Linked DNA regions of Mus musculus: regions 1, 2, 3, 4 and 6 are each linked to region 5. Evidence: chromatin contacts called from public Hi-C and HiChIP or PLAC-seq data. All regions are on one chromosome and are shown on one strand. Each heading gives the region's core, a stretch centred on a gene start, on an enhancer-like site or on the middle of the called end of the contact. The rest is flanking DNA. Distances are from core to core; before and after follow the strand shown.

Region 1 (5,034 bases), core at 1,660-4,159, 290 kb after region 5:
ATTCCATAGCAGGGCTGATAACTTTGATATTATGCCCGAGCTGTTGTCATTGCTGCTTGCTAAGAGCAGGTCTGTCTCACGCAGAGGGGAAACGACAACAGTTTATCGTCATCAGAGAAGCCCTTCCCTCCTCATGACTTGAGATCATTCCATGTTACCTTTGTGTCTGGTTGGAGGCTGTCACCCCCTGAACTGATGTGATTTTCTGTAGCTGTAAGCAAAGGATGAGGTGTTGACTTGCTCATCAATCGCATGTTTAACTCCAGGGGACTCTGACTTCCCTGACTCAGAGTTCAAAAAGGAGAGTTCATGTTCATGTCACAAAGGGTCATCTTCCCTTTGAACTGTATGCAGGGAGAGTAGCTGGGTGTGGAGAGTAACCAGGAAATCAGTGGTTTTGCCTGTGATGCCCACCTTATGAGGGGCTTTGGGAACGTGTCCTGTCACCTCACTGGGAGATGGGTGATGGTGTTATTCTATAGCCATCTATAGCATGTTCTATACACATCTGTTGGATGTCTCTCAGGAGGATGGTGGCTTCATCACCTCCTGGATGCAGTGATTACCACTGAAGTCACTGGACACTGGTCCCGCCTTTGGTAGCGGTACCTACATGCCTACCAAGAAGATTCTCTAGCCCCTCTGTGCTCTGTGACCTTGAACAAGCTACTGTCCTATGAGCTCCGATTAATTCACCCGAGGTTTGTAATAACTCCCACATGTGGCTGCAAATCCAGCCACTTCCTGGAAGTACTTAGCACTGGCTGGCACATAGTAGGTTCTTTGTGCTCTGCCCTCTGTTCTGCTGGCTCCATTCTCAGCCAGGCTAGTTCCCCATGTTGGCTCCTGATAGATTGGCGTTCCAAGCCTCCTAACTTTCAGTGTGCTGCCAAGAATCTTTTTCCCATAGAAGGTATGGGATAGAGATGAATCTCAGGCTCAACTGGCTATGAGCGTCTGTTCTCAGCTTGCAGAGTCCATGCGAGGAGAGCTTTGAGAAGTGAGCAATCTGCCTTACCAGGTGGAGAAAGAAGTGGATTATGGACCAAATTGATGTACAATGCACGTTCTGTAGAAAGAAATGAATAAGAAGCCTTGCAAGCCCTTCTGTGGGGGTGGGAGTAGTAGATAGGGAGGCTGTTGACACGGGTTAGCCATGCTCTTCTCTGCCTCTGCCTTTGCGCATGCGCTTCCGTCTCCTGTCCAGCACACACTCATATTCTCCAAGACCTGGCTCCTCTGTGAAGGGCTCTCTGGCTAAAGTCGCCACTTCCTGTCCCCTCCAGCCTCCTTCCCTTCTCTGTCACCTCTTTCCCATTCTCAAAACAAGCCTCTATTGGTGATCACACCACACCATGCGATGGAATACCAATGAGGCTTTGTCATAGTGTTGGTGTCAGAGTTGGTCTCTGCTGAATTCTCTAGAGCAGTGACTTATTTATTCATTTATTCAGCAAATATTGATAAAGCATCTGCTGTTTTGCCAGGCATTGCTACAGAAGCTGGGCATTCAGCTCCTAGCAAGAAAGACAGGAAAATCTATAAATAACATTAAAAAAACAAGATAATTTCTGATGGTATGTAACTTACAAAAATAAGCCCGGGCAAAGAGAGAAGGAAGCATCTGAAGTGGGAGGAGCCAGGGCAGGGAGGAGGGACGATGTGGAGTCAGACCCGAAGTTATGGTGGGGTCAGTTTGCAAAGTATTCTGGGGTGGCATGTGTAAATGCCCAAGGTGTGTGTGAGACAAAAGTGACAAAACCTAGGGCTATGATGTCACAAAAGTCAACGACTTGGACAGTGAGGTCAAGGCTTAACCATGCAAGTCTTAGATTTTTGTCCTCAGTGCTTTAGAAAGTTGCTGCCCCTGGGTTGTCTTCAATGGTGCTCTAACACTGTCACTCTAATGCTGCAAGCTCCTGTTAAGAACCGTAAGCGTGGCTTGTCCAACTTGAGATGTAAGAATAAAATATATTAGTTTCCCAGAGTTCGCATGACAAAACAGATGCAGACATGTTCCACTGATGGCATGTGGATGTGATACTATTTTGCTACATGTGACCTATTATTAGAAGTAATCTTGTCTGTTTCTTTTTTCTCCTATGACTTCCATGGGTTGAACTACATACCTGACAAAGTCTGACTGACTTCCATTGCTGCTCACAGCACTGTGCTGGGCGTAGCCTAAGTTTTTACTTGCTTGGTTACAGCTACCTCTTGACTGGCCCAAGGTCCTACCTTAGGACCTGGTACATCATCTGATGGGTAGAGTCTTTGGGTACCAGGCGTTTAACTTGGATCATCTGGGCTCACATTGCTCCTTGTACCCAAGGCTTCAACCGCTATTCTTCCCCAAGGGATCTTCTTGGTGACCTTAGACTGCACATGGTCCAGGTCAGAACTTCATGGATCTAACTGCCCAGGGGCAGTCCTTCCTTAGCCAACTGGGGACTAGAGTGGGACAGAAAGCACTCTAGCCTCCCTGTCTCTAGAGGCTCTACTCTGAGGTGTGCTTCATAGCATCCTCCAAGGTCTCCAGTGTGGTGAGCTCAGATTACCATCTCTGTATCCTGCTCTTTAATACATCCAAGAATGGCTTTCTTCCCATCTTACTTGCTCTGTTGTCTACCTGGGATCAATTCCCAAATATGTTCTCATAATTCAGAGACTTGACTCAGGCTACCATTCTTGTTGGATCCAGTCTTACACTTGTGTCCAATAAATAGGTGCTCAGTTGAGAAGAGGGACCACCTCTCCAGTATATTATTGTACATAGGCTGGCTGCCCATGCCTAGGGGACAGGGGTGGGGCAAGCATAACAACAGATTCCTTGGCTAGTCTTGTTTGGTCTCTGGACCTCAGGGACAATGAGTATGACAGCTTTGGGTGTGGCATCTTTCTTGTACACACACCCAGGAGGACGGTTGAATCAGAAGTTGAGTCAGTGGGGCAGAGCCACTCAGCGGAGCATAGTCCTCTTGGATTAGCCAGGTCATGGGGTTCAGGGAATGTCTCTCAGAAGGAAAAGGGCAGGCATTGTTCCTCAAATACAATGAAGTAGACTTTTTATGGGTGTCAAGTCTGTATTTTTTTCTGACACCATGTCTAACATCCAATATATGAAGTTTTTTTGTTTTTGTTTTTAAATACCAGATGGTTCTCCAGTTTTATAAGGAAGGCCAACAGGGTACACTGTGATTCATTCTAATCTCTCTCTGTCTTTGTCTCTGTCTCTGTCTCTGTCTCTGTCTCTCTGTCTCTCTGTCTCTCTCTCCCCATGTGTGTATCTGTGTTTCTCTCTCTCTCTCTCTCTCTCTCTCTCTCTCTCTCTCTCTCTCTCTCTCTCTCTGTGTGTGTGTGTGTGTGTGAGAGAGAGGTTATTTATTTATTTATTTATTTAATATATCTGAACATTGTGCTGGATAGTTTTATGCCAACTTGACACAAGCTAGAGTCACCAGCAGGAGGGAGCCTCAACTGAGAAAATGTCTCTGTAAGATTGGGCTGTAGACAAACCGGTAGGGCATTTTCTTAATTACTGATTGGTAGTGGAGGGCCCAGTCCATTTATAGGTGGTACCATCCCTGGGCTGGTAGACCTGAAACAAGCCAATAATCAGTGCCCCTCTATGGCCTCTACATCAGCCCCTGCCTTAGGGTTCCAGCCCGGCTTGCGTTCTTGTCCTGACTTTTTCAGTGATGGACTACACTGTAGAAGTGTAAGCTAAACAAACCCTTTCTTCCCCAAGTTTTGGTCATGGTATTTGGTCATCGTTCCAGAAATAGAAACCTTAACAAAGACAAGTGCTTTGCCTGTGTGTATGTATATGAAGTATGTGTATACTTGCTGCATGTAGAAATCAGAAGAGGACATTGGATCCATTGGGACTGGAGTTACAGTAGTTTTTGGCTACTTAATGAATTCTGAGAATCAAACATGAGTTTTCTACCATGATGTTCTACCCAAAAACACAGGGCCACGTGACCATGTATTGAGCCCTCTGAAACCTCAAGCTCAAATAAATTCATCCTGCTTTAGGTTGTCTTTTTCAGGAATAGATGGACAGGCAAGATGGACCAAATCACTAGCTATTGGTAATTATAGCCTCTTGAAGCCCCTTTCCTTCTCAGAGTTCCTGAAAGAAGAGCTGCATTATCACCCTGAAAGAATTTGGCCCTCCAGTGATTTCCCTTATCAACACATGAAAGTTACTCATCAGCCAGGATATATATATATATACATATATACATACATATACATACATACATACATATATATATATGGAGGCTTATCAGTTATTAATAATTTTAGATAACTCATGGGAAGACCTATGCCTAGTGAGTTGTCTGGATCATGCTGTTATGTGTGTTGGCATGGGTGTTGGAAGAACGGAGGGAAACAGAGGCAATAGACTTTGGTGTGCAGAACATGTCCACTGTACTCATGTTGTTCCCTGGTCAGAGCCAGGCTGAACCATCTCCACATCAAACATGTTTGTGCCCACTGACATGACTCCTTTAGAACAGAGACATGCTTCTTTGCAGCAACATTCAAGACCTCCCCTAGATGTCTTGCCTAACCTCTGGCCTCTCCTCATCCTTCCTCCTTGGCTCTTTAATGTCCCATACTGACCTGTGTGCACTACCTCCCACTGATGTGCATTCCAGTCCCCTGTGTACTTACTTGTACCCGCTGTGTATGGTACACATAGCTAATGCTATGCACTGTGAACGAGCCAAGAGCTAGGTACTTTCTTCTGAGGACAGCTTGACATCATCTGCTCTGGGTGGTCCTAGGTCTTAGTGCCCTCTCCTATTGCCCTGTCTCTTTCTCCATGTCCCTCGTACCTAGTTTTCCTGGCACTCGCATGACTTGACAGACATGTATGGGGCACCCTCTGTCAAGGAACTGCATAGTTAATGACAGGTTTCCTGCTGGGTATGTCCTAGCACTGATACAAGCCTCATCTCAGTGCCAGATACCCTGTGGGCATTTTTTCCTCACTCCATACACTATTATGTAGGCACCCCAGTA
Region 2 (4,531 bases), core at 1,597-4,096, 500 kb after region 5:
TTTTTCCATTGTCTCAGATTGTCTCTGTAGAACCTCACAGGATGCGGTGATTGTACCCAGAGAAAACTTAGGCACAAGAGGACTTGGCATCTTTTCTGAAGCCTTCTAGCTGATAGAGAGATGGCTATCTCTAGGATTAGGCCCAGGTCTTGGTGACTCTTGTAGGTGGTATTTATCTACCTTTGAAAGTTCCACCATATTTATCATCAGATGTATGCCAGGCGGGATTATAAGGGATACTCAGACAAAGGTCCTAATGTTGCTCTCCATTTCAAGAGGAGAGAAATGCTAACTCAGATGGTAATGTGACTGTCTAGTGAAAGTCCGAGCATTCCAGACACCTAGCTCCTCAGCCTTGGTGAGCCCTGGCAGTCTCATCAAGAAGGCAGCTACAGAGATGGATTTCCGAGACTAGGTGGGTACTGGCCAGAGGAAAGAAAAGAGGAATAGAACCAACCGCTCACCCTGTGAGTGGGAAGCATCTTCCTGGGGAAGGGAAGAGGTGCCCTGCAGAGTTGTGAGTAGTTTTTCAGGTTCAACCTTTATCTTTACCCAAGCAGTCAGAGGCCAGCAGACATTTATTAGCAGGACTGAGTTTCCTACCAACCGTTCCTGTAGTGTATACATTGAGATGAGGGGAAGAGAAGAATCAGGGCCATTCTGCTGCAGTGAGAGCAGTGAGCACCTTGCTAGGACTAAGTGACAGGGTCCATCTGAGGCTTCCATGCCACACACGGGATGCAGGTGATGTGTAAGGACCACAGGTAGAGTTGGATGGTGCTCAAGCCACCACAGTGTATAAAATACCATCTGGGCAATTGGCAATGGTTTGCAGCCCAAGAATGTGGGTGGGATTTCAAGCTCCAAGCCTGTAGCCTGTGGGTAGCACCTCTAAACCAGCTGTGGAAGAAGGGTGAAGGTGAAAGGTTTGTACAGAGAAAAGGACTTGATGTAACAAAGGTTCAAGGTTAACGGGGATAGTGTTCAAATAAGGCTGACAGGTCCTTTGCAGGGAGTTGTTTGTTGAATAAAGACTATTACCTGTCACTTTTGAATGTCCTACTGATCCCTAACTATGGGCATTGGTGGGACTTACTGATGAGGATGTCGGCAGTGTAAAGTCTTCCTTCCCTGTCACTTCTGTGAAGCTGTGTTGATGGCCAACCACATACCACACCGAGGGCCATAGGACCCAGATGACCTCCTGAGCCCACTCTGCAGGGGTCTTCTGGACACCTCAAGGGCAGCCCTTGAGTCTCATCCCATCTGTTGTTTCCTGTACCAGCCAAGCCCGATCAAAAAGGAACGCTCGCCCAGACCACAGAGCTTCTGCCACTCCTCCAGCATCTCGCCACAGGACAAGCTGGCACTGCCAGGGTTCAGCACTCCACGGGACAAGCAGCGGCTCTCCTACGGAGCCTTCACCAACCAGATCTTCGCCTCTACGAGCACAGATTTGCCCACATCACCCACCAGTGAGGCTCCCCCTTTGCCACCTCGGAACGCCGGGAAAGGTACGAGCTTGAGGACGCTGATGGATTTGACCCCCTGGTTGCTTAGCCTGCCAGTTAAGTGGCAGGATCTGAAACATACTATCCGGGGCAGCTCAGAAGTGCGACTTTGTCATTCCCCAGGCACGAGAGTGCAAAAGGTCGTATCTTGGGTATTGTAGGTGTGTTTGTTACCTTGCATTAACCTCCAGTGAGTTACATGGCTTTTTATGCCCATCCTCCTGAAAAAAAAAAAAAAAAAAAAAAAAAAAAAACCAAGACTGAAACGGTAAAGTGACTTTGTAGTTGAGACTCAGTCTGAGAGCCATGGGTGTTAGCACCTGTGCTGTCTGTAGCTCTTGGTTCTCTGAAAGGCTACTTTGCTCTGTACTGAGATGCCTCTGTGTTAAATATGTGACTGTCTGAACTAAAGAGGTGAGAGTTGGTAGAAAGCGTGTCCTTACACATGAAGCCCTGGGTTTGATCCCCAGCACTGTGTGAAAGTGCACGTCACGATTACACAATCACTATCCTTCCAGATAACCCAAACGCCGTGCTTCTTAGTCTAATTACTTACACTCTTTTAATGATTTGATATTCATTTCCCCTTCCTTTTCTTCCTTTCATCGATGACTTCCCTCTCTAAAGTCTGAAATAAGCTGCCTGCCGTGCTATTAGCCTCCTTTGCAGTCCTTCTGTCACATGGGGGCCTCGCTCTTCTTGTAGGATTCCTACCCATATGAATTGTTGTTCCTGATTAAGTAGAAAAGCAACAGCACTCCTTCAGCAACCTCCATGGTTTCAATAGCCCTACTTAACTGGCTGGTACAGGAAACAATGAAATGATCAGGAGTTCGTTATCATTCTAGCAAGTTTGAGGACAACCTGCATTTCATGAGCCCCTGACTCCGGAGTGGGATGAGGGTGCCATAGTAGTTGATAATATCTGTGAAGCACTTGCCTCACAAGAGATCACACACCACACTTTTCCCATCCCAACGCCTCCAAATGAGGTAGGTAATGTAGGTTCTCATCTACCTGGGGTCCGAACACAGATCCCGTATGAACAAAACCCACAGTCCCATACTCTCAGATGAGGTGAGGATGGCCTAGGCCGCTGTTACTCCCTATGTTGTCAGATGCCTTCACCAGCCCAACATTAGGCCAGTGGAGGTGGTTCCCCACCCATTACCACAAACACTAGCCCTTTGTCCTCTCTCCAGAGTGTGTCCAGCTCTGGAGCTCGGTGTTGAGGGTCAAATTAAGACACAGAAATTTTAGGGCTGTAGCTGAGAGGTGCTGAGCACTGTAGCTGCCAGAGAATCCAAATGTGGGATTCTCCCAGTGCGCTCAGCCCCGGTCAGCACAGGTTGGCAGTGCCCTTGGTACACAACGACTGGCCTATTTGAATCACACTGGTGCTGTTTTCTGGCAAATGTGAGCTTTATTCAAAACTGGTTTTTTCACAGCTTATTCTCCATTGAAATCGTGTTATAAATGGGAGCTGTGTTCTTAGAGAGACCCCAAATGACCTTGTAGATCATAAAATGATAGGGAACATTACAATAAAGCTTTAGCGTGAGCAGTTCTCATCAAAGACAAACGCTTATGGTGGTGGATACAAGCCAAGTGTTTCTTATCATTCTGCACAGTCTACTAGAACACACTTTTAAAGACAGACCATTAATGTACCAAGCTTACAAATCTATACTGTGTGAGCTCTGTGCTGTTCTCCCTTCTGCAAAACCATGATCCCCAGCAAGTCGTGCTTCTGACAAGAGGACAGAAAGGAGCCTCCAGACCTGATAAATGCATCTGAAGGATTGATTTTCTGTGCCCTGGTTATGTGGTGACCTGTCTTGACAGGCAGAGCCAGCACCTGTTCAGAGAGCCTTCGCTGACAGCAGAAGCCAAGAACTAATACACCCAACCCCCACCCCTTGTAGCCTCCCTGTGTAATTTTATCTCACAGGGACGTAAAAAAAAAAAAAAAAAAACATAGAGTGCTCCATCTGGCTTAGTGCCAGGCATCACTCGCCTGCATTGAATAAATTCTAGCTAGCTCTTTACTGAACACCCAGAAAACAAAGGCTACATTTATTCAGCGGTTCAGCTGCTGAAATGGGCTTAGAGGTTTGGCCATAGCAACCGTGGTTAACGAAGGATAGACCACCTATCCCTTCCTTTTACAGGTCAAGCCCATGCTTGAAAATAGAACTTACTCTCCTGACTGAGTTCCCCCTGGCAGCCTATCGTGGGACATCAGATTCCGAGCATTGGACTGTCTGCTGCTGACACAGATAGACAGCTGCCTATCTGACAGCTGCCAGGCACTGAACCATAACTGTCCTTAACCAGCCGGGCTCACTTGCTCTTACATGGGAGAAACTTACAGTGTAAATATGATCCTTAGAGGACACTGTTAAACAGTCAGCTAGCACCCTGTGCAGAGGGCCTTGTGTTTTGTGGTCCTGTATTTTTTTTTTTTTCAATCTATCCTGCTAACTGGAATAACTATCTACTTGTAACAAAGCTGTCTGGAATCAGTCATCCTTTGGATTGTCATTAGTTTCTCTCCACAGCAAGGAAGGCCCTGGTCCTTGCTTATAGCACAAGCTACGCTCACAGATACAAATGTAGGAAGCTCGGGATCATGACTTCCTGGGACAGAACAGGCACCTCTGACAAAGTCCCCCACAAATAGGGGAGTGCAAGAGGCAGCAAGAGAGAAAAAAACCTCCTCTGAGGCAAGCTCAGAAGGATTTCCAGAACCGTCCAGTGACCTCATCAGAACTCAGGGAAGTTTGATCTAAATTCCCATCAGCCAGCAGCATCCCAGGCCCACATTCACCATCCTTCCAGCTCAGGCAGTCAGATGCCTGGCTCTCTGCAGAAAGGAGTCCAGAGAGAATCCCTGAAGGTACAAAGCTAAGTGTGTAGATCTTTCTCATAACCAGCAGCCCCCTACCCAATACAATTTAAACAGAACCGCCTCGGGGTCACCGGGACCCTGAGGTTTTTACTGGTTTTCAATCTTTGCA
Region 3 (4,418 bases), core at 1,429-3,928, 380 kb after region 5:
GTCTTGCTGCCTTCTGGTTTAGCTTGCTGCTTTTTCCTATCTTCTGTAGTTCTCAACATTCATTTGATTAAGAGAGGTACTTGTCTATGTTTCTAAAGGACGTAGGTTGTGCTTTGTAAGCTGCCAGGTACTGGGATGTCCCAAAGTAAAGGCACATGATTTCTGCTTTGCAACCATTCTGATAGGAGGAGCAGGCATATGGTTAGTGATTTACAGTGGGGCATGATCCGTGCCATGATGGACTCACGGCAGAGGTCAGTCTGAGAGGCCAGGGCAGGGTACCCAGCCTTGACTCTTGTACCAGAGGAGACTCACCAGAGGAAGGGATATCTTATCTTGGGCTCAGATTAGAGGTAGTGGAGAACCTCTCTTTCGAGAAGGTAAGAGGTGTTGTAGCTAAGGCTGCTGAGGCGAGGGGATTTTAACAACCCTGGAAGGACAGCAGGGCTTTAACCTCAGAGCAACAGAAAAGCAAGCCCCTTAGAATTTAAACCAGGGATTGGCATGTTCTACTTTGCTTTGTAGACATACTGTTCTAACTATAGCATGGAGAATGAGTTGAAAAGATCGACATAATGTGAAAGGTAACATGCTTCCAGGAGTGCCTAACCCTTTGGCATCACTGCAGAACATTGCTGTCTACAGAGCTCACACTTAGAACAGCACAGTCGAGTTGTCAGGGGAAAAACAAGATAATGTAATGTGATGTTTTAAGTAAATTTATGTAAGAAATGCTTAGCTCATAGCTGCTTTCCTAGAAAAGAAATTATGTTTGGTCCTTGAAAAGGAGGTCTTTTCGGAGCATAGGGTCCCCAGTGAAGGAGCTAGAGAAAGTACCCAAGTAGCTGAAGGAGTTTGCAGCCCCATAGGAGGAACAACGATATGAACTGACCAGTACCCCCAGAACTTCCTGGGACTAAATCAAAGAAAACACATGGTGGGACTCATGGCTCCAGCTGCATATGTAGCAGAGAATGGCCTAGTCGGCCATCAATGGGAGGAGTGGCCCTTAGTCCTGTGAAGGTTCTATGCCCCAGTGTAGGGGAATGCCAGGGCCAGGAAGCGGGAGTGAGTGGGTTGGTGAGCAGAGGGAGGTGGGAGGGGATAGGGGATTTTTGGAGGGGAGACTAGGAAAGGGGATAACATTTGAAATGTAAATAGAGAAAATAATAAAAAAGACAAGGAGGTATTTTTCTGTCATTTGGGGTCTTCCTACTAGTCAAAACATTGATGAATGCAGCTGTCTGCATTAGGTTCTCATGGCTGCCAGGCCCTGGGTTGTAAAGCACCGGTTTGGGTATGCATAGCCATCTATACCAGCAGTTCTCAACCTGAGGGTCACAACCCCCTATGGCTCATGCATTGTATATCCTGAATATCAAATATTTATGTTACAATTCATAACAGTAGCAAAATTGCTGTTATGAAGTAGCAACAAAATAATATTATGGTTGGGGGTCACCTTAACATGAGGAGGCACTGTATTAAATGGCTACAGCACTGGGAAGGTTGAGAACCGTTGACCTGTACTCATTCACCAGCTCTCTGACATTTATTTAAGGGCCCAGCATCCTTACAACAAAGTGATGGCTTAAGAAACCTCACATTTTAGCAGTGATGTCATAGCCATGCAGAAATAGGAATATTTGCTTACTCTCCCACATGTCTCAGTTCCTAGTTCAGTGGTTCTTTGAATTATCTAATCAGTGTCCTCATTGGCCCATTTAGCTAACTGTACAGTCTGCCATTTTTCCCAGTTATACTTTCCCAGTTAGTCTTTGTCAGCCGCAGTTAGATGATTGGGTAACAAGTGCCAGCTACCTAAGTCAAGGCTCATCTTGAGTGTGCCCTCTCTTCATGTTGATTACGGGTTCCTCCAGAAAGAACGTGTGTGTGCTGTCTTGCAGCTCTCTTTGAGTTTTATCTCTTTATAGTGGGCCCAGAACCTAAATTCACCTCTACATGCAACTTAATGGATGCAACTGAGCAGCAGAACTGGGAACTTGTAGAGGATAGTTTGACTGTGTTAGCAGGTTACCCGCAGTTTATCTATAGATTATAGCCCAGCAGCTAGGACCCAGAGGAGCTCTGCTACATGGCCCCAGTCATTTCACCAGTAACAGGAGCAGTCACACTGAGTGGGCTGTAGATGAGAAAGAATGGGTGTTTTCAAATCTAGCACATAGGTGAGAATAGTAGTAGCCATTTCTATAGATAATTGCTCTTTCTTTCTCTACGGTAGTTTTTTAGGTGGAATGTGTTTGCTCACAGATGGCTGTCATCATTTACACTGTGTCAGTCCCTTGAGATTTTTAGGTCCAGGGGTGGCTGGGGGGTGGGGGGAGCAGTCTTTGTTTCTATCCTCCCGAGTGACAGGTACGAATTCTTAGTGTTTTCTCTAACCTAGTCAGTTAACCTTGAAAGGTACTGTACTGTACAGTATGGTGGGATAGTAAGAGCCAGAGGCTAGGGGAAGGACTTCAGCCCGAGACAGTTACAGGGGCCTGGGGCAAAGGGAGGTTGTGAGTATGTGAGAGCAAAGTTTAGCCGCCTGGGAAATGTCACAGTTTTTCTTCTTAAACTGATTGTGTAGTCAGTCACTCGGTGTTAAGCCCGGATATGCGTGATTCAAACAGACAAACAACAGGGGCAGTGTTGGGGGAGCCAGAATGAATCAGGTCTGTGCTGCTTCCTAGGTAGGCCAGCTGAGCTGAGCTGTCATAGGACTGATAACAACTAGCTGCATCTCAGCCCACAACAAAAGAGATGTAGCAGCAACAGCGGGGAGAAGGAAAAGTAGGATGTTGAGACAGCAGTTTGAAAGCACAGGCATGCACATCTCTGTTCCCATCCCAGCCAACTCTCTGAGAACTTTGCTGAGTAAAATGAATAGTGGGTTGGATATTAGGTGTCCTGTTCTCTTCCCTTGCTTCTACTCAGAAAGATTGTCACAGGGATCAGGATAACTGTTACGAATAGAATCGCCCAGGGACATACTCCACTTTATCTGGACCTCTACCAGGTAAACCTCTACTTCTAAGAGCCTTCTTCCTTGTGACTCCAAGGAAGCAGGAAGAAGTTGGTATTGGCAGGTCTGCGTTTCTGCAAAGCAGTGAGTAATGCTCTAGCAGGTTTGAAGAATGTTCAGCTTCCAGTAAAGTCTACAAGGCTGGGATTTCAGATGGCAACAGTGTGGCATATTCTCTCTCTCTCTCTCTCTCTCTCTCTCTCTCTCTCTCTCATACACACACAGAGGAATCTAACAATCTCTTTGATTGGATGGATTTTTTTTCTATTTAATATGTGCTAGTTTCTAAACTTAGTAAATTTATCTTTAAAGTGTAGCACAGTGTGAGTTTGGTGCACAAATGTTCCTGATACTTCCATGAAATATGGTTAATGGAATTATTATGATTATGATTATTATATATACACATAAACACATATATTCTCTTATCTATCTATCTATCTATCTATCTATAGTGCCATCTTTCACAGTGTTTTTAGAGGCCTTTTTGAAACCAGTGGCCACAGAATTAGAGCCTTACATGAATTCTATCTTGTGGTGGTCATTTGTAGCTTGGTACAAAGCCTATTGAGTAGTTAGCCTTCCCATGGCTAATGTGTAGCTGACCCCTCTGCTAATTGTGTGTTTGTTTTTTTTGCCAGATATTTTATAACATGAACTTCATAGTAACTGTTTTTGTCATCCTTGTCTTACCATTGTAAAAAGGCTCTTTCAGGTGCTAACCTCTGCCCACACTCTTGAGAATTGACCTTGCTCATCCTTTTAACTTCTAGCGTTTCATCCATGATCATTTAATAGCTTCTGTTCTCTCCCCAGTTAAACCAAGGAACCACTTGTAATTTGTCTCAGTAATTAGAATGTGACTTTAAGTAACTTGTGGAGTTGGCCTTTATCTGACTGAACACTTGTTTGGGTAATTTTCTGTTCCATCGACCAAAATTCTGTTCTATCAAATGAAATTTCTGTGGCAGTTGTTCTTTCCACAGCAGAATCAAAGCAGTGGCCCCAAAATAGAGGAGAACTTAGACTTGTCTTCTGTCACCTTCCCAAGCCCCACATGAAGGCTGCTGCTGCTATCTGTGCATATACTGAGTTACGTGTCACCACACAGCTGAGAAGCTGAGGAGTAGAACCTGACCTGTCCAGCTCGTCTTGCCTTGTATCACACTTGATGCTTGTATGTGATGCATGGCCAAGGATGGTGTTTAGGGACACTTCATTGTATGATACAGAGGAGGTAACTGGGACATTACTGCATGCTTTATAGTGGTACTCTGAAAATCTTGTGAGCCTGTTGACAATTAGTTCCAAGTCACAGAACTGTCACATGGGCAAAAGCCAGTTCATTATGGCTATGGACTAATGTTATCCTCACTGTTGATGACTGATG
Region 4 (4,429 bases), core at 1,783-4,282, 260 kb after region 5:
CTCAGTATCCTTTAGAAAGTGGTTGTAGGGAACTAGAGGTTCCATTCACCAGCAGCAGCAGCAGCATCACCATCACCATCACTACCACCACCACCACCAGCATCATCACCATCAACATCACTACCACCACCACCACCAGCATCATCACCATCAACATCACTACCACCACCACCACCAGCATCATCACCATCAACATCACTACCACCACCACTACCAACAGCAGCACCATCACCACTACTACCACCACCACCACCAGCAGCAGCAGCAGCAGCAGCAGCATCACCAATCACCACCACCACCACAATCATTTTAGTAAGAACAGTAGGAAGAAGCCATTCTGGAGAAACTAGGCTTGAACCTTGTTATTAAATATTCAGAATCCGCAAATCAAAGGTAATGGCTTTTATTCAAATCCAGAACACTTGCCTCCAGCTCTCTCATTCTGTCCCTGGCTCTACGCACCTTTGTGTGACTTGACATCGTGACAGCCAGTTACCATGGCTTCTGAAGAGAGTAGTGTAGGTAGGTCCTCCCTAAGAAGCTGACTCATGGAAGAGAGCTTTGAGGACATAGAGAATGAGGAAGGGAGAGGCTTTAGGGGGAATGACTAAAAAGTTCTAAGTGCTTCGAAAGACTGTGGAGTGAGTCTGAGAGGAGCAGCAGAGAAGCTCAGATCAGGGAGGGGCCAGGAAAACACCCCATGGGAATCACACAGGTCAGAGAGCAACAGCCTGGAAAGGCTGACAAGTGGACGCCTCAGACAGGCCTTCCTTGGAATGGGCAGGCTCAAGCCATTCAGCTTTTCTCTATGACACAGTCAAATGTCCCCAAACTGCCACAGGTGCCTGTTGATGACTCTGCCCCACCATCCTCCTGAAAGTCATTGTCCTCCTCTCCTGCTTTGCCTTTTCCTTTCTCCACCCTGCAGCAGGTGCACCATCCCTTCATGTTCTTGCTCCTCATGCCTCCATCTCTGGTCTCAGATTGATCCTCTCGCTGTGAATGCCTTTTACATTGGTCTACTTGGGATGCAGGGAAGGATGTCCCTTGTCCTGAGCTGGGATACCCACGTTACGGGAGCTGACCAGCCCGCTTTCTGTAGAGTGGACCTCACCCTATCTGCTCCTCGATTTATTTTCCTTGGCCCAGCTTTTCCTTCAGGACGGTTTTATTATCTGCCTCCCTTAGTATTCTGTACCTTGTTAGAACAGAGCCTACTACAGTTGTATTTGCATCTACAGGTTCTGATATAAGTAGGCATCAGATATAGTATTTGGGGGGCTAGTCATGAAACCTTGCATAATTCAGTGCAGTTGACTGCAACAACCAACAGTCCCTACAGTGTTTTTTTTAAATGTGGTTTTTCTCCTTTAAGATGGGTATCTTTGATTCCTTTAGTAGCCATACTCAAACATAGGCCTCTTCTGCTTCTGTAGTCCTACAGCTTCTCACACTGTGTATTCCTTGGCTGAGGAGGAAGTGGAGAAGACACACCCGTTTCTTAAAAGCCTGTTAATGGCTTACCCCATTTCCACCTTCCCTGGCTAGGACCCTGACACATAATCACCCTCAGTTTCAAAGGAGTCTGGGAAATGTAGTCTGGTGGTGTGCCCAGAAAACTTGGTGAGAGTTGGCTGCAGTGTTAGGTGTGAAGAAACAGACAGAGCTCTTTGAAAGTGATGCTTGTGACCATAGATGTTCAACTCCTGGTCTGAGGGGGCTAAAGTCCTACCTGATCCACCTCATTTTGATGCTACTCAGTAATAAGGGTACACTCTGTAAGCAGTTACTGTTGTGGGAGGAAGGAGGGAGGCCATGGACATAGAAAACCAGACTCTGCTATGCAAATGACTAGGGTCTGTTCTTTGACAATGACAATGGCAGCTTACATGTTCCAGATACTGATACGTTCCATCCTCTTAACTATTCCTGTGTCACAAGTGAGTGAACCAAATCTCAGAGCAGCAATTTTCCCAAGGTCACAGTTGAGTGACAGAAGCCAAGTTTGGGTTTCAGCAAGCTGGTGACACAGCTGCCATTCCCGATGTGAGCCCACCCAGTTCTACCAGATGGATCATACTGCCACTGAGATTGTCATAATTTGTGTTACAAGCAGTGAATGAAGTCAGCCTCGGGTCTCCACCTAACAATCTCATAGGAGCCATCATAATAAGTCTGAACCTTACCTAGTAACACTGGTATTATGATTCAGCCCTGTTTTATGGAGTGATGAAGTGAAGACTCAGAGAAGTGAGATATTTCTCTGAGGTCACACAGCAGGGAAGTGATTCTAAGCTTTTGGCTGCAAGGAACACAACTGGCTTAAAGGAGACATGAGGGAACTGGACTGGACCATAGGCTAGGCAATAGGCTGTTTCATTACAGTAGGGGACACACAGCTCCCTTGAATTATGATAATTTCATAAAGGGTCGGCTCACATGCATACACACACACACACTGGATGTAGAATTAACGTGAAACTAACCATAAATCTTACCCATTCATAATGTGTGACTATCATTTCTATGTAGTTTCAAGATGTTTTCTTCACCCACAAAGGAAGCCACAATGCCTCCTGGTTCCCCTCTCCCCCTCCCAGCCCTTGGCAACCACCAGTCATTTCTTCTCTATGTATGCACCTCTGCTGGATGCTTCGCGTGTATGGAATTGTCCGTGTAAGATTTCATGTCTGGCTTTCATTCAGCATGTTTTAGAATTAACGTTGTAAAGATCTACTCAGGCTGTGGTATAGTGCCAGGATTCCTTTTGTCTGGCTGTTTGCTTGTTTGGGGTTTGTTTCTTTGAGACACGTTCCTGCTAGGTAACCTTGGCTGCCTTGAACCATCCTGTCCCTTCATTCCTTTTTATAGCTCAGTAATTCCATTGTGTGGGTAGGCTGCAATGTTTATTCATTTACTAGCTGATGGACATCTAAGCTGTTGCTACTTTTTGGCTGTCATGGCAAGTGCTGCTATGAACATTCATTTACAAGTGTTTATATGAGTTCATGTCTTCAATTCCTTGGGGCATATGCCTGGGGTGGAATCGCTCAGTCATCAGGTAACTATTTTTAACTTTTTTGAGGAGCTGTCAGACCTTTGCAAAGTGGTTGAGTGATTTATTATTATTATTTTTTTTAACATTTCCACCAGCCAGCAGACCTTTGCCAAGACTTGATGTTGGACCATTTTCTTGTCTGTGGCCGAACTAATGAATGTGAAGTGGTGTGTCATGGTGGTTTTACTTGCGGGTTCATAATGACTCATGCCTTTAGCTGCTTCTTCCGTGCTTGCTGGCCAGGTCAAGGAGCTTTAGGAAGGTGTGGCCAGGTATGGGGTAGCGCAAGCTCTAGAACAGCAGCCTGGGGGTTCCTGTGGATATGTGGTTTTGAGGGGCAAAGAGCGAATGGCTGGCAGAGTCTCAGCAAAGGTGTGGGCTTCCTGGAGAGAGCTGAGACTTGGGCTGAGCTTGGAAGATGATCTTCAGCCTCCCCTCTTCCTCCCATCTACTAGGGGGACTCCTTGTTGACTGTGACCAGAGAGTAAAGAGCTGCTCTATAAGTTATGAGGTTGGCTAATGGCTGGTCCTTGAGTGTTGAGTGCTGGCCTCTTGCTGAAGTTGCTTGTGAGATTGTCTATAGTCCTGTGGGATAATCCCCCCTTTATCATTACTACCAGAGACACACAGAGAGCATCTTTTCTACAACAAATACTACTGAGAAAGGATTCTCTTTCTCATCCTCTCTCCTCCCTCCTCTCCCCTCCTTTCTTTTGGGTAAGTTTTCATTCCCTCTCTAAGCCTGTACCAAACGGTGTCTGGGCACACATGGAATAGATAACTCATTACTACAGCCAGGTTGCAGAGAAGGTTTCAGACTGGATGTATAGTCAGATACCAGCCTTTACTAGATCTGCCTGATGAGAGGCCTATTCTCCTTGAAGCTATCATGCTTTATTTGGATATCACCCACAGGCCAGTAACTCACTTGAAGCAAGCTTTCCAGAAAACCCCTGTCTCCCCTAAACGAGAGAGAGAGAGAGAGAGAGAGAGAGACAGAGAGAGACAGAGAGAGACAGAGAGACAGAGACAGAGAGAGACAGAGAGACAGAGCGAGCAGGGTAGGGTAGTGGATTCTCCCTGACCATATCCCATGAGCTCTGAAATGATGGAGCCATGGCTGAAGTTCATTCTCTCCTACTCTCTATGGGTCAGTTGTCAGTCTGTAAGTTCCACTTCTGTTTCCAGTAAGGCAGTGCTTGTCCATTCCCTCTTCAGAGATGTCTAGGTATGCCTTCTGCAAAGCTGGACTTCCCAGTTTGCTCCTTGCCAGGCCACCGCTTTCCACATCAGTCACAGCATGGAGGTGGGTGGTGTGAGGAAGGGCAGTTCTTTCAGCCTGTGTCTGCTGCCAGAACAAGTCAGGAAAAT
Region 5 (4,780 bases), core at 1,396-3,895:
GGGATAAGTAAGTGCTATCTGCATAGGTCCACCAGAGCAGGACAACCAGAGGCTGATACCTAGATCTCTCCTGACCTGTGTGCCATTTTTCATTGCCTATTCTGACATGTTTGTTTGTTAGCTTGCTTGTTTCTATTGTATACCCTGGAGATGTCCAATTCACAGCTCAGAGACTTCATGCAGCCAAGAAGACCTATGAATGTGACATCAAACATCATAAACGTACTTAAACCTCATGGTTTTATGATTTTTATTGGGTAACATGAATATGCAGCTTTGTAGATGTCAACACTAGGGTCACAATGTCAAAATGTTAAATAACGCCCTGGAGGCACTGATCCAGTCCATTTTAGAGACCACTGTAGAACACTATAGGATGGTAGGCTATGAATAACAAAATTATCTTTACCATAGTTCTGAAATCTGGGAAGTCTAAGGTCACAGAACTGGCAGACTTGAAATCTAATGAGCATCCTTCCTGGTATGCAGATAGATGTCTTCTGAGTCTGTTCTTACACAGTAGAAGGGTAAGGAACATCTCTGTGGTCTCTTTCATTAGGTCCTTATTCCTGTTAATAGAGCATCCACTCTCTTGACCCACTTCCTTCTGAAGAATTCATTTATAATATCATCACCTTAAAGACTTGGGTTTCAACCATGAAATTTGGTCTTTGAGGAACATTTGATCAATACCACTATAATGGTGATGATGTTGATAATAATAACAGCATCGCTGAGTCTTATGAGAACGTCTAGGAAATAACAGAACCTGGAAGTCTAGGAAACTTCCCAACAGGTAGAAAAATACATCGCCAGTAGGAACTGGAAGTCTATTCAGACAGAAACACTAATAATATCCAGCACTGTGCTGATAGCATAACTTGCATTATCTTTTATAAACTACAAATAAGCTATCAGTTAAGAATAATTACTTCTGGGCTGACAAGATGGTTCAGTGGGTAAGAGCACTGACTGCTCTTCTGAAGGTCCTGAGTTCAAATCCCAGCATCCACATGGTGGCTCACAGCCACCCATAATGGGAACTGACGCCCTCTTCTGGTGCATCTGAAGACAGCTACAGCATACTTATGTAATAAATCTTTGGGCCAGAGCAAGCAGGGACTGAGCGAGCAGGGGTTGACCAGAGTGAGCAGAGGTCCTAAAATTCAATCCCCAACAACTACATGAAAGCTCACAACCACCTGTTTAGCTACAGTGTAGTCATATACATAAAATAAATAAATAAATCTTTTTAAAAACAGAATAATTACGTCTGTTTTATAGACAAGGATAGAATCATGTGTGTGTGTCAACTGATAAGCCCAGTACCTCACAATTATTATTCAAATCAGGTCACTGGACTGCCAAGCAGATGCTTCCAAAATTGGGTACACAATGAAGTTAATGCTGAATTTTTAATTTTTTTCTATCTTGTTTGGTTTGTTTGGTATCCATGTGTCCTGTGTTCCTTTCCCTGCATCTATCTAAATAGCAGGTAAGATACTTGATGTTTATTGCATGATAAAAAAGATGACCCAGTAAAATGAAGAACAAGAGTGCACTTTGGGGCATTCTGTTTTTAAAGCCTGACCTTCTAACACAAAGACAAACGGGTCTGGATGGTGTGTGGTGAGCATGGACTGTGCTTCAGGCTCTCTGAGATCCCAGGAAGCAGTTTGCCTGGACTGAAATAAGGACACAAGTTTGAGGAGAATGTGGGTTCTTTGTTTACCCTAGGTTAGCCTACATGACGGCAAGATGGCCCAAAGATCAAAGCTCAGACTTCTCTGGAAGCAGAAGGGACATCTGTGCATTGGATACAGATGTCTGTGAGGGAGCCAACTGAGGCCCCCAGTCTCAGTGAGTCATCGGGCAGCAGGATGAGCCTGGAAATGGCTGCTCACTTATAGCAGAATGAGGCCAGAACCAGTCATGTGCTCTCTGTCCCCAGCCAAAGGAGACTGACTCATGATCAGAGGCAAGAGAGGACACAGGGGCTGAAGCACAGATGGGAACATCACCTCTAGCAATAACAACACAGAACGCCTCTGCTCAGCACCTTAGAGATCAACAAAACGCAGGATCTGAGCTACATCTCCTGGTAAAGATGCCCAAAGGGGATGAATTCACACACCTACCTCTCCAGCCAGCAATAGCTTAAAATCAAAACTAGATTCTCCTGGGGAAATAAACAAAAGATCGTCCCATTTCTGGCACACCTGAGGACAGGGGCCTAGATTGGTACCTGCTGCTCAGGAGTCTATAATTGGGGAGGGTGGTGTCACCGTGTGCTGTTCCCTGGGGTTTCAGCACAAATTCTCACAAGCACCACAGGTGCCACATGGATGTCTTCATCAGCTGTTCTTTGAAGCAGATGGATCCACTATGGTGAGACCCCATAGGTAACAATACTTCTGTTTAGTCTGCCAGGTCCTAGAAGTGGGCATTTCTGCTACCACAGTCATGGTTTGCAGGGAGTCCTTTGCCGGACCATCTAAAAAGAGGCTATTATCACTGTGGATGGCTCCCTGAGAAGTAGGTGTTCCAAGAGCCCTGGCTTAGGGACCACATACCTGGACCCTGGCAAACCTTTGCTTTGGCCAGCACTAGGACCGTGGCTGAGTAAGTCAGCCTCAGCTTTGGTTTCCTGTCCTAAAATAGATCTGATAATTCTTTGCTGCTTAGTCACAGTAGTGGAGTGAGGAAAACAGGAGAGCCAATACTGGAAATGTGAAAAAGAGCAGAGAGTAGTATAAGGCAGTTCCGTTGCCCCCCTTTAGATCCTTCATACCTCTGCCTAGCATAGATTTCATGGCTGCAACCTTCCTTATTGGACTGTGTATGCCTTCCCTAGAAGATCTCTCCAGCCTGCAATTTTCCTGCACAAACTTGACAAGGCCTTCCCATGATATATGGTGCCCCACAGGACTGACCCCATGTTCCTTTCTCCAACCTGGTGACCCACATTCCATTCTTTCCACTAGAACATTTCCGAGCTTATTCTCACTGCTCAAACACTGCTTCCATTGGCCTTTCACACTGGCTCCCTATTTTTTGTACAGAAGTTGAAAGTCCATGAATAAATGTCTGCTCAACAAATACAGCCAACAAAACAATCCTTCTTACCTAGCATCAAACCAGACCCAAGTCCATCCCATCCCTATCACACCAGTCACTTTCTGATGAGCAATTCAGACTCTCAGATACTTTGAGAATAGAGGGGGGGCATCCTGAACAAGAGGTTTCAAGTGTCCCGGTCTCTGGAAAACAGGGGTGTGAATAAGAATGACCTCCAAAGGCTCATATATTTGTCTACTTGCTTACCAGTTGGAGAAACTTCTCAGGAAGTATTAGGAGGTGAGGCTTTATTGGATAAGGTATGTCACTGGCAGTGGACTTGAAGGTTTCTTACAAGTCTATAACATTCTCAGTTAACATTCATGTGCTTGTGGGTCAAGATGTAAGTGCTTAGCCACTGCCCTAGCTCCATGCCCTGCCTTCTCCCATGCTCCCAACCATGATGGCTATGGCCTCACCCTCTGAAACTGCTAGCCCCCAAAATAAACACTTTCTTTCATAAGTTGACATGTTTCTGGTATTTTAGCACAGCAATAGAAAAGCAACTAAGACAGAAAGGATTCCGTCTTTAGTAAACAAATGCAGTTGATGTGTCAGAACCTGTGTGTCGTGTGGTTGGTCTAAACTGGAGACCCCATTCTTTGGGGTGCACTAATGAAACCTATCATTAAGCCTCTTAGGCTAAATCCGAGACCTCGGGGTAAGGAGGCATTTGTTTTTCTTGGAAGACCAGAGCCCTCCATAGTTCTGTGCCTCACTTCCTGTAACATAACTCCACAGACCACATGCTTTCCCCCACTTGATACTCATTCCTACGCCTGCCTAAAATATCTTTCAGGTAGGTAACAGCACTCTTGTTTTATATGTAAGGGAGTGGGGTCTGAGGGTAAGAGATGCTCAAAATTAATGGCAGAACCTTTTAGATGGCTGAAGTCTACAGTTTCCAAAGTTTGTCTTCATTGGTTAGTAAGTTGCTAATCGAGGCTAAAAGAAATTTATGCTCCAAAATCTCAACATTAAAGTGGAAAGATTCAATGCTTTTAAACTTAAGGTTTAACTGACTACAGGGAAGGACCAAATTAGTCACCAGCAGTTAAGCAATCAGCACTTTCAGTCCAAAAGAAGAATATATCTAAATGGTTATACCACTGTATATAACCATCGGAGATCACTGGGGCGCAGAAGAGAATCTAAGGATGTCATGGTATCACCATGGTTACTGAAGAAGAGGATGCAGGGAATGATAGGTAAGATGAACTCCTGATCTCTCCCAGAAATAGGTGGTCATAGAAGACCTACATCGAAATTATGACACACCAATCCTTACCATGCTGCCTTTCCATGACAGCACCTCACGTTCTTTGCAACAAAAGTGTGCTGCATCAGCACTGACTGCACATAATACAATGTTTCGTATCTAATAGGTGAATTTAAATGTGTGTGTAGATAGATAGATAGATAGATAGATAGATAGATAGATAGATAGAGATAGATAGAGATAGATAGAGATAGATATGATATATAGATATATAGACATATATCCTAAAGAGCTGAATGAGGTTAAAAACAGGATGAGCTGAAAGAGACACATGGTTTCAAAGCTTAACACTTACCAGGTCTAATATCCCTCTGTCAACAAGAGTTTATCTGGATTCTCAGAGAGTACCTCAAGTGATGGGGAACTTAAGTTTCTTCCAAGACA
Region 6 (4,966 bases), core at 1,335-3,834, 350 kb after region 5:
CTGGTCCACAGTTCCATCAAACTATTAGAAAGTGCTTTTCTGTTTTTGTCTTGTCATAGAAACCACCAGTGGGTGATTTTTATACAACCATTTGTGAAGAATTTCCTGTTCCTTATTTTAGCATTTCTATAGAAGTGTAGCAGCCATTTCTGCAGCTCTTCCCCAGCAGATCCAGTGTTCCTTCCTTTTGCCCCTTCAGTTTTTGTTGCTGCCTGTTCCTCTCCTGTCATCTCAGAGTTGAACTTGCTGCCTATACAGCTCTGACTTCTTCTGCATCAATTTAGCCAGTATTACCTGGGTTTTCAGTTGTCAGGATGGATTGGCAAATAATGCTTAAAGGATGGGATAATGTCTTAGGAGTTTATATATATAGAACTCCCTGGGTGGCTTCCTGACTCACCTTCATGAACTCATATAGGGACCATTCACTGAACATCTGCTATATTCTAGAAAGCATTAGCTCCAGAGACAAAAACAGTGTGGCAGGCAGGACCCCCAGGCCTTCAAAGCTCACAGTGGAGTTAACTGACTTCCAGCTGCAGCTTAGTAGGTAGAGACAGGTATCCTGTCAGTGCCTGTGGAGCTGCTATAGAGGCATCAGTGGTAGGCTTGGCTTGATTTGGGCCAAGACTCCGAAAATACTTCACAGAGGATATGGGCTCATTCAGATACAGAGGGAACAACCCTCACTCGTTTTTTTTTTTTAAATGATCTAGGGTGAAGTTACGTTCACTGAGTGGAGACTAAGAGAGTCCAGCCCTCCTCCTACAGCTTCAGCAAGCTGTAAGAGTGTCTTGTGACATTTTGACGTATTGAAATGGTTTCCCCTGCCGGAGCCATTCCCTCTCAGCAGATGGCTGAGAGGTGGAGAATACCAGCAACATCTTGGCTGGGTGGCATTTGCTGGTGTGGGAACAGGCGAGCGAGGAATAAAATGACCCTATTCTTCTGAATAAGTCCCCGGAAGAAACCACTGTATACTGCTTTTAATTTTATTTTTTCTTTTTAACATACCTGTAATACTTGGCTAGAGATTATGGTATGGACAGTTATGGAGATTTATAGGGGAAAGCAATTGCTGGGAAGCCAGAAGCAAAGTCATTACTCATCTGGAGGTATATGATGGACCAAATGATGGCGGGACCCCCACCCCCAAGCATCTTAGGCTGATGGCTCTTTATTAACATTCACCATCCGGTCTCTCTGGCAATTAATGAGTCATGCTGGAGACCTTGTACCATCTTTTATTTTATTTTTGGCTTGATTTAATTGGGGTTAGATAGAGCTGCTTATCACAGAGAGGAAGAGCCTCAAGTGAACTGAAGCATTAATGTAACAGGCCATTTCTCTGTCTGCCTGCTTTCGTCTCCTCTACCTACCTTGGTGCATAGCTTCCATTCTTATCCTCACATATTGGCTTAAGGTTGCTGCCAGAGCTTCAGCGATTACTCACAACATACAGATTCTAGAAAGACAAGAAAAAGCCATCCCAACACTCAGTAGGCTGAGGTGGAGGGATTTGGTGTGAATTCAAGGCCAGCCTGAATTACAGTGTAAGAACTTGTCTCAAAAGAGAGAGAGAGAGAGAGAGAGAGAGAGAGAGAGAGAGAGAGAGAAAGGAAGAAGGAGGAGGAGGAGGAAGAGGAGGAGGAGAGGGAGGGAGGGAAGGAAGGAAGGAAAGAAAGAAAGATAGGAAAAGCAAAATTGGCCCATCTTAGCAGAGTCACTTAATGCTAGAACTGACTGATCCATCTAGATGCAGGAAAGGCTAGGAAATATGTTTCTGTGTCCAGTGGCAAATGTCCTGGTAGAAACAGAGTTCCATTTGTCAAGGAGAAAAGGAGACTGGATTTCAGGGTAGGAACTCTACAGAATGGAGTAGAGAAGAGATAAGCTTCGTACCACTCCACTAAGGAAGAATCAAGTCAAGATTGAATGTCACTGGTACAGATCCCAGACTTTCCAAGAGCGATGCTGGGCAGGAACAGTTGCCAGTTAGATGGAAAAGTCATTAAAGTATTGGTGTCCTGGACCTTAGAAGGGAAAGATGGTTAGCAGGAAGCATCTCTTCCCACTAAGAAGAAACTGTTAAGCAGTCCCAGTGACACAGGACTGTAATCTCATCTATCAAGGAGGCCACAGCAGAGGAATCACAAACATCATGTCCTATGTGGGCAACAGAGTGTGTTCAAGGCCATCCTAGGCAAGTTTGTGAGAATGTGTGTGTAAATTATGCAGAAGAAAATGGTTCTATCCCTCCTAAAGGAGGAAATAAAGCACTGGAGGCATGTGAAAGAGCTGCAGTAAACCAGAAAGCTGCTCGGGTGCTCGACTAGCCTGAGATCTGTCCTTAGTGTGGCTGTTATCCGTAGCTCTGTTAGTATGGGACCATTGCTGGGACCACTCCCCCATTGCGTGAAGAGCGTCAGAGCTTAGCACTGGTCTGGTTCACGTGTTCTTTCCACATGCCTCCATTCTCCTTTATCTATAAGATGAGCATGATCGACCGTGTGTTGTGTGAGAATTAAGTAAACGGCTATAAAGAGGCTCAGCCCCATTGTGACAGTGCAACTGGTGCTGAACAAATGATCCACCCCACCCCCTTTCAGTGTGTTGAGTACCTCATAAAAAGTGGTCTGAAGACTGAGGAATGGTCAAGGATGTCACAGTGTGAAAGGTCTCGAAGAATGAATGCATGAGGCTAAGTGGAGAAGTACGCTTACTTTTGTAACCCAGGGGAGAGCTTTGCAAACGGCCTTTCAGAAAAAAATGACCTTTCCCGACCAAATTGAGGGTGACTCATTCTTTTCTTCCATTGATAATGATCATTTTCATGGAGTACTTTTATTTTAAACTTGACTTCCTGAGGCACTGATTAGCGCCAAGCACTGATTAGTGGGCCGTCTGCCAATCTAAGGACAGATTGTAAAACTGTTTATGCCAGTACTCTCTAGGGCCATCGAAGGGGAGAGAGAGGAGCGAGGGGATGTCATGGCTGGGGAGGTTGCATCTGTTTACAGACAGGATGTCTCTTTGGAGGGGGAGGGAGAATTCGTTGTCTTCCTCTGCATACTGCTAAAATAGTTTGAGCAGCTCATGGTGGAAAGTCATGGGCGTTTTAGTTCATGCAGAACGTAGACACTGTTTAAGGTAAAACTGCTTAGGTGTTGATTATTCTGGGTTGTTAGCTTTTGGCATTGAAGGTAAATTTTTCTTTAGCTGAAACCTCTTGATGTCCTGTTAGGACGTTGAGTACAATTGTTCTGCTTCCAAAAGAAGTGTCAGTGTCCCTGTTGTAGCTGCTTGCTTTGACATTTAACTGGAGTTCCAGACTACCACAAGGCCAGGCTATGGCTGCAGATAACTATAGAAATTTTGCATGAAGTGTTCCTTTAAAACTGTTAGTTTCTCTGACCCATTATTGCAAATTGAAATAGCAGTTTCCTTTTTAATGCAGGAGATGGGGAAGGAGAACTAAATTTACATATGATCTCTTAAAGGGCAACAAAGATAGAGAAGGAAGTGGTCCTTTAAAACATTTCCATATAAGGTCACTTTGTTTCGGTGAAAACAATGGATATGTGTGAGAGCAGTATCTCATCAGAACATACTTAGTTTTGGTCACTGGGTTGCTATGGATTTTAGTCACTTGGTCCTTCAGACCACTTGCCTCCTTTCCCAAAATGTACTACATCTCCAAGAGAATTTGGTTAATGAAGACGCATTCCTGGTTCTTGCATGAAAACCTATTAGACTCTTAAGGGAGGCCAGGCATGCTGGCAGAACTTTAATCCCCAGCACTTGAGGAGGCAGAGGCAGGATCTACAGTTCCAGGCCAGACTGGTCTACAGAGAGAGTTACAGGATAATTAGGGATCCACATAAAACCCTGCTTTGAAAACCCAGAAAAGAAACTCTAAAGGAGAAGATTCAAAACACAGTGTCCATGCCTGCCCAGGATGTGTTCTTTCTAAGCAGGCATGTGCTTGCTCTCTGGCTGACCTTCGTGACTGGGACACTGCTGTAATTGGATCAAATGTACGGGACACCTAACATTTGATGTTCTCCTGGGCTGCTCCTTCCCTAGTCTCTCTAGTTGAGTAACAGAGACAAACCCATGTCCAGAATCCTGGGATCTGACTGAAAAGCTGAACTACTGAAGGATGTCAGGGCTAGGCCTTGTCTCCAGTGTAGCTGGGCATCTGCTTCAGGCACAGACAGATTGAGATTCAGATGCCCATGTTGCCACATAAATGTATCACCAGGATTTAGTTTCCCTTCACCTTGTTTTCCTAACCTGCAAGTTGAGATCACCGTAGCATCTGGAATGTCTGGCCACCAAGATCAATGACACACAAGTGAGTGCCACGCATGGCCTGCACCCATGTGGAACTCAGCCCTTCTCGTGTCCTTGCTTCCCTGTAGTTTTTCCTTAGCCAGCCCAGGTATTTTAACTAAGATCTCGAAAGCCCTTTCTTGAGCAGGTAGAATAGTCTAGTACTCTTTAGACTTCGTTGCATCCTAGACTCACCTGGAGCGCTTGGTAGGACAGGTTACAGGGCTCCACCCAGACTCTGACAGTCAACAGGCCAGCTGTGCAGCTTGAGACTCTACCTGCCTGCATCCCTCTTCCTTCCTTCTCTCCTTCCTCTCTCCCTCTCTCCTTCCCACCCTTGCTTCTCATTTATGTATTTGTGTGTAGGTAGTGTGTAGTGTACAACTGGCGGGAGTCAGTTCTCTCCACTGTGGGGTTGTGGAGATTGAACACAGGTCATTCGTCTTAGTGGCTTTAGCTTCTAAGCCATTTGAACTGGCTGGAGAGGATTTGGAGCTGGTGCTGAAGCTGCTGGTGCTGGCCCAATACCACTTGCTTTCTCTCTGAGGGCCAGAGCTAAAGCAAGCTAAGTCCAGGAGCATTCTTGTAGCTGTGAAGCAAGCACTATGGAAGATCCAGAAGATCTTGAAAG

Evidence for each region. A called contact is a pair of places that touch in the nucleus more often than the background predicts. HiChIP or PLAC-seq counts read pairs in DNA pulled down with a chosen protein or histone mark.
Region 1: a FOXA1 HiChIP or PLAC-seq map of pancreatic cancer cells shows a contact between it and region 5. The contact joins two enhancer-like sites. A contact is called at or near these places in 6 of 484 Hi-C or Micro-C datasets (the N1E-115 cell line, bone marrow-derived dendritic cells, liver and 2 more) and 6 of 115 datasets of contacts at active chromatin or transcription factors (bone marrow-derived macrophages, embryonic basal ganglia, fibro-adipogenic progenitors and 3 more).
Region 2: a contact with region 5 is called in a Hi-C map of the N1E-115 cell line, with 2.9 times the contacts expected there. The contact joins two enhancer-like sites. A contact is called at or near these places in 2 of 15 datasets of contacts at CTCF or cohesin (the NIH/3T3 cell line and large pre-B cells), 30 of 484 Hi-C or Micro-C datasets (B cells, the C2C12 cell line, CD8 T cells and 22 more), 5 of 115 datasets of contacts at active chromatin or transcription factors (CD4 T cells, astrocytes, embryonic basal ganglia and 2 more) and 2 of 9 other capture datasets (adipose tissue and liver).
Region 3: a contact with region 5 is called in a FOXA1 HiChIP or PLAC-seq map of pancreatic cancer cells. The contact joins two enhancer-like sites. A contact is called at or near these places in 1 of 484 Hi-C or Micro-C datasets (nephron progenitors) and 7 of 115 datasets of contacts at active chromatin or transcription factors (bone marrow-derived dendritic cells, bone marrow-derived macrophages, a colorectal cancer cell line and 4 more).
Region 4: a contact with region 5 is called in an H3K27ac HiChIP or PLAC-seq map of embryonic fibroblasts, with 11 read pairs. The contact joins two enhancer-like sites. A contact is called at or near these places in 1 of 15 datasets of contacts at CTCF or cohesin (the NIH/3T3 cell line), 14 of 484 Hi-C or Micro-C datasets (the AML12 cell line, the C2C12 cell line, the G1E-ER4 cell line and 8 more) and 8 of 115 datasets of contacts at active chromatin or transcription factors (the NIH/3T3 cell line, bone marrow-derived macrophages, a colorectal cancer cell line and 5 more).
Region 6: an H3K4me3 HiChIP or PLAC-seq map of bone marrow-derived macrophages shows a contact between it and region 5, with 4 times the contacts expected there. The contact joins two enhancer-like sites. A contact is called at or near these places in 1 of 15 datasets of contacts at CTCF or cohesin (the NIH/3T3 cell line), 2 of 484 Hi-C or Micro-C datasets (the C2C12 cell line and the N1E-115 cell line) and 6 of 115 datasets of contacts at active chromatin or transcription factors (bone marrow-derived dendritic cells, bone marrow-derived macrophages, a colorectal cancer cell line and 3 more).

Annotation. Positions count from the first base shown.
Region 1 is chr15:64,329,101-64,334,134 of GRCm38.p6, reverse strand. All of the region lies in intron 2 of Asap1 (ArfGAP with SH3 domain, ankyrin repeat and PH domain1), which reads left to right. Among named protein-coding and RNA genes, the nearest start is that of 1700010G06Rik, 18 kb to the right of the region's middle. Within about 2 kb of position 2,909, at least 42 of the 459 cell types and tissues checked have an H3K27ac peak or open chromatin away from gene starts, as enhancers often do. A contact at or near this core is called in the N1E-115 cell line, fibro-adipogenic progenitors and pancreatic cancer cells, where this site is marked.
Region 2 is chr15:64,116,941-64,121,471 of GRCm38.p6, reverse strand. It overlaps Asap1 (ArfGAP with SH3 domain, ankyrin repeat and PH domain1), which reads left to right. Exons shown (of 31, transcript NM_010026.3): 25 at 1,286-1,514. Among named protein-coding and RNA genes, the nearest start is that of Gm20717, 21 kb to the right of the region's middle. Within about 2 kb of position 2,846, at least 79 of the 459 cell types and tissues checked have an H3K27ac peak or open chromatin away from gene starts, as enhancers often do. A contact at or near this core is called in the N1E-115 cell line, where this site is marked.
Region 3 is chr15:64,244,846-64,249,263 of GRCm38.p6, reverse strand. The region is part of intron 3 of Asap1 (ArfGAP with SH3 domain, ankyrin repeat and PH domain1); the gene reads left to right. Among named protein-coding and RNA genes, the nearest start is that of 1700010G06Rik, 67 kb to the left of the region's middle. Within about 2 kb of position 2,678, at least 33 of the 459 cell types and tissues checked have an H3K27ac peak or open chromatin away from gene starts, as enhancers often do. A contact at or near this core is called in pancreatic cancer cells, where this site is marked.
Region 4 is chr15:64,362,869-64,367,297 of GRCm38.p6, reverse strand. All of the region lies in intron 1 of Asap1 (ArfGAP with SH3 domain, ankyrin repeat and PH domain1), which reads left to right. Among named protein-coding and RNA genes, the nearest start is that of Asap1, 18 kb to the left of the region's middle. Within about 2 kb of position 3,032, at least 86 of the 459 cell types and tissues checked have an H3K27ac peak or open chromatin away from gene starts, as enhancers often do. A contact at or near this core is called in the C2C12 cell line, the HL-1 cell line, the NIH/3T3 cell line and 5 more, where this site is marked.
Region 5 is chr15:64,619,921-64,624,700 of GRCm38.p6, reverse strand. No RefSeq gene overlaps it. Among named protein-coding and RNA genes, the nearest start is that of Gm30691, 8.4 kb to the left of the region's middle. Within about 2 kb of position 2,645, at least 86 of the 459 cell types and tissues checked have an H3K27ac peak or open chromatin away from gene starts, as enhancers often do. A contact at or near this core is called in the C2C12 cell line, the HL-1 cell line, the N1E-115 cell line and 7 more, where this site is marked.
Region 6 is chr15:64,265,344-64,270,309 of GRCm38.p6, reverse strand. The region is part of intron 3 of Asap1 (ArfGAP with SH3 domain, ankyrin repeat and PH domain1); the gene reads left to right. Among named protein-coding and RNA genes, the nearest start is that of 1700010G06Rik, 46 kb to the left of the region's middle. Within about 2 kb of position 2,584, at least 46 of the 459 cell types and tissues checked have an H3K27ac peak or open chromatin away from gene starts, as enhancers often do. A contact at or near this core is called in the N1E-115 cell line and bone marrow-derived macrophages, where this site is marked.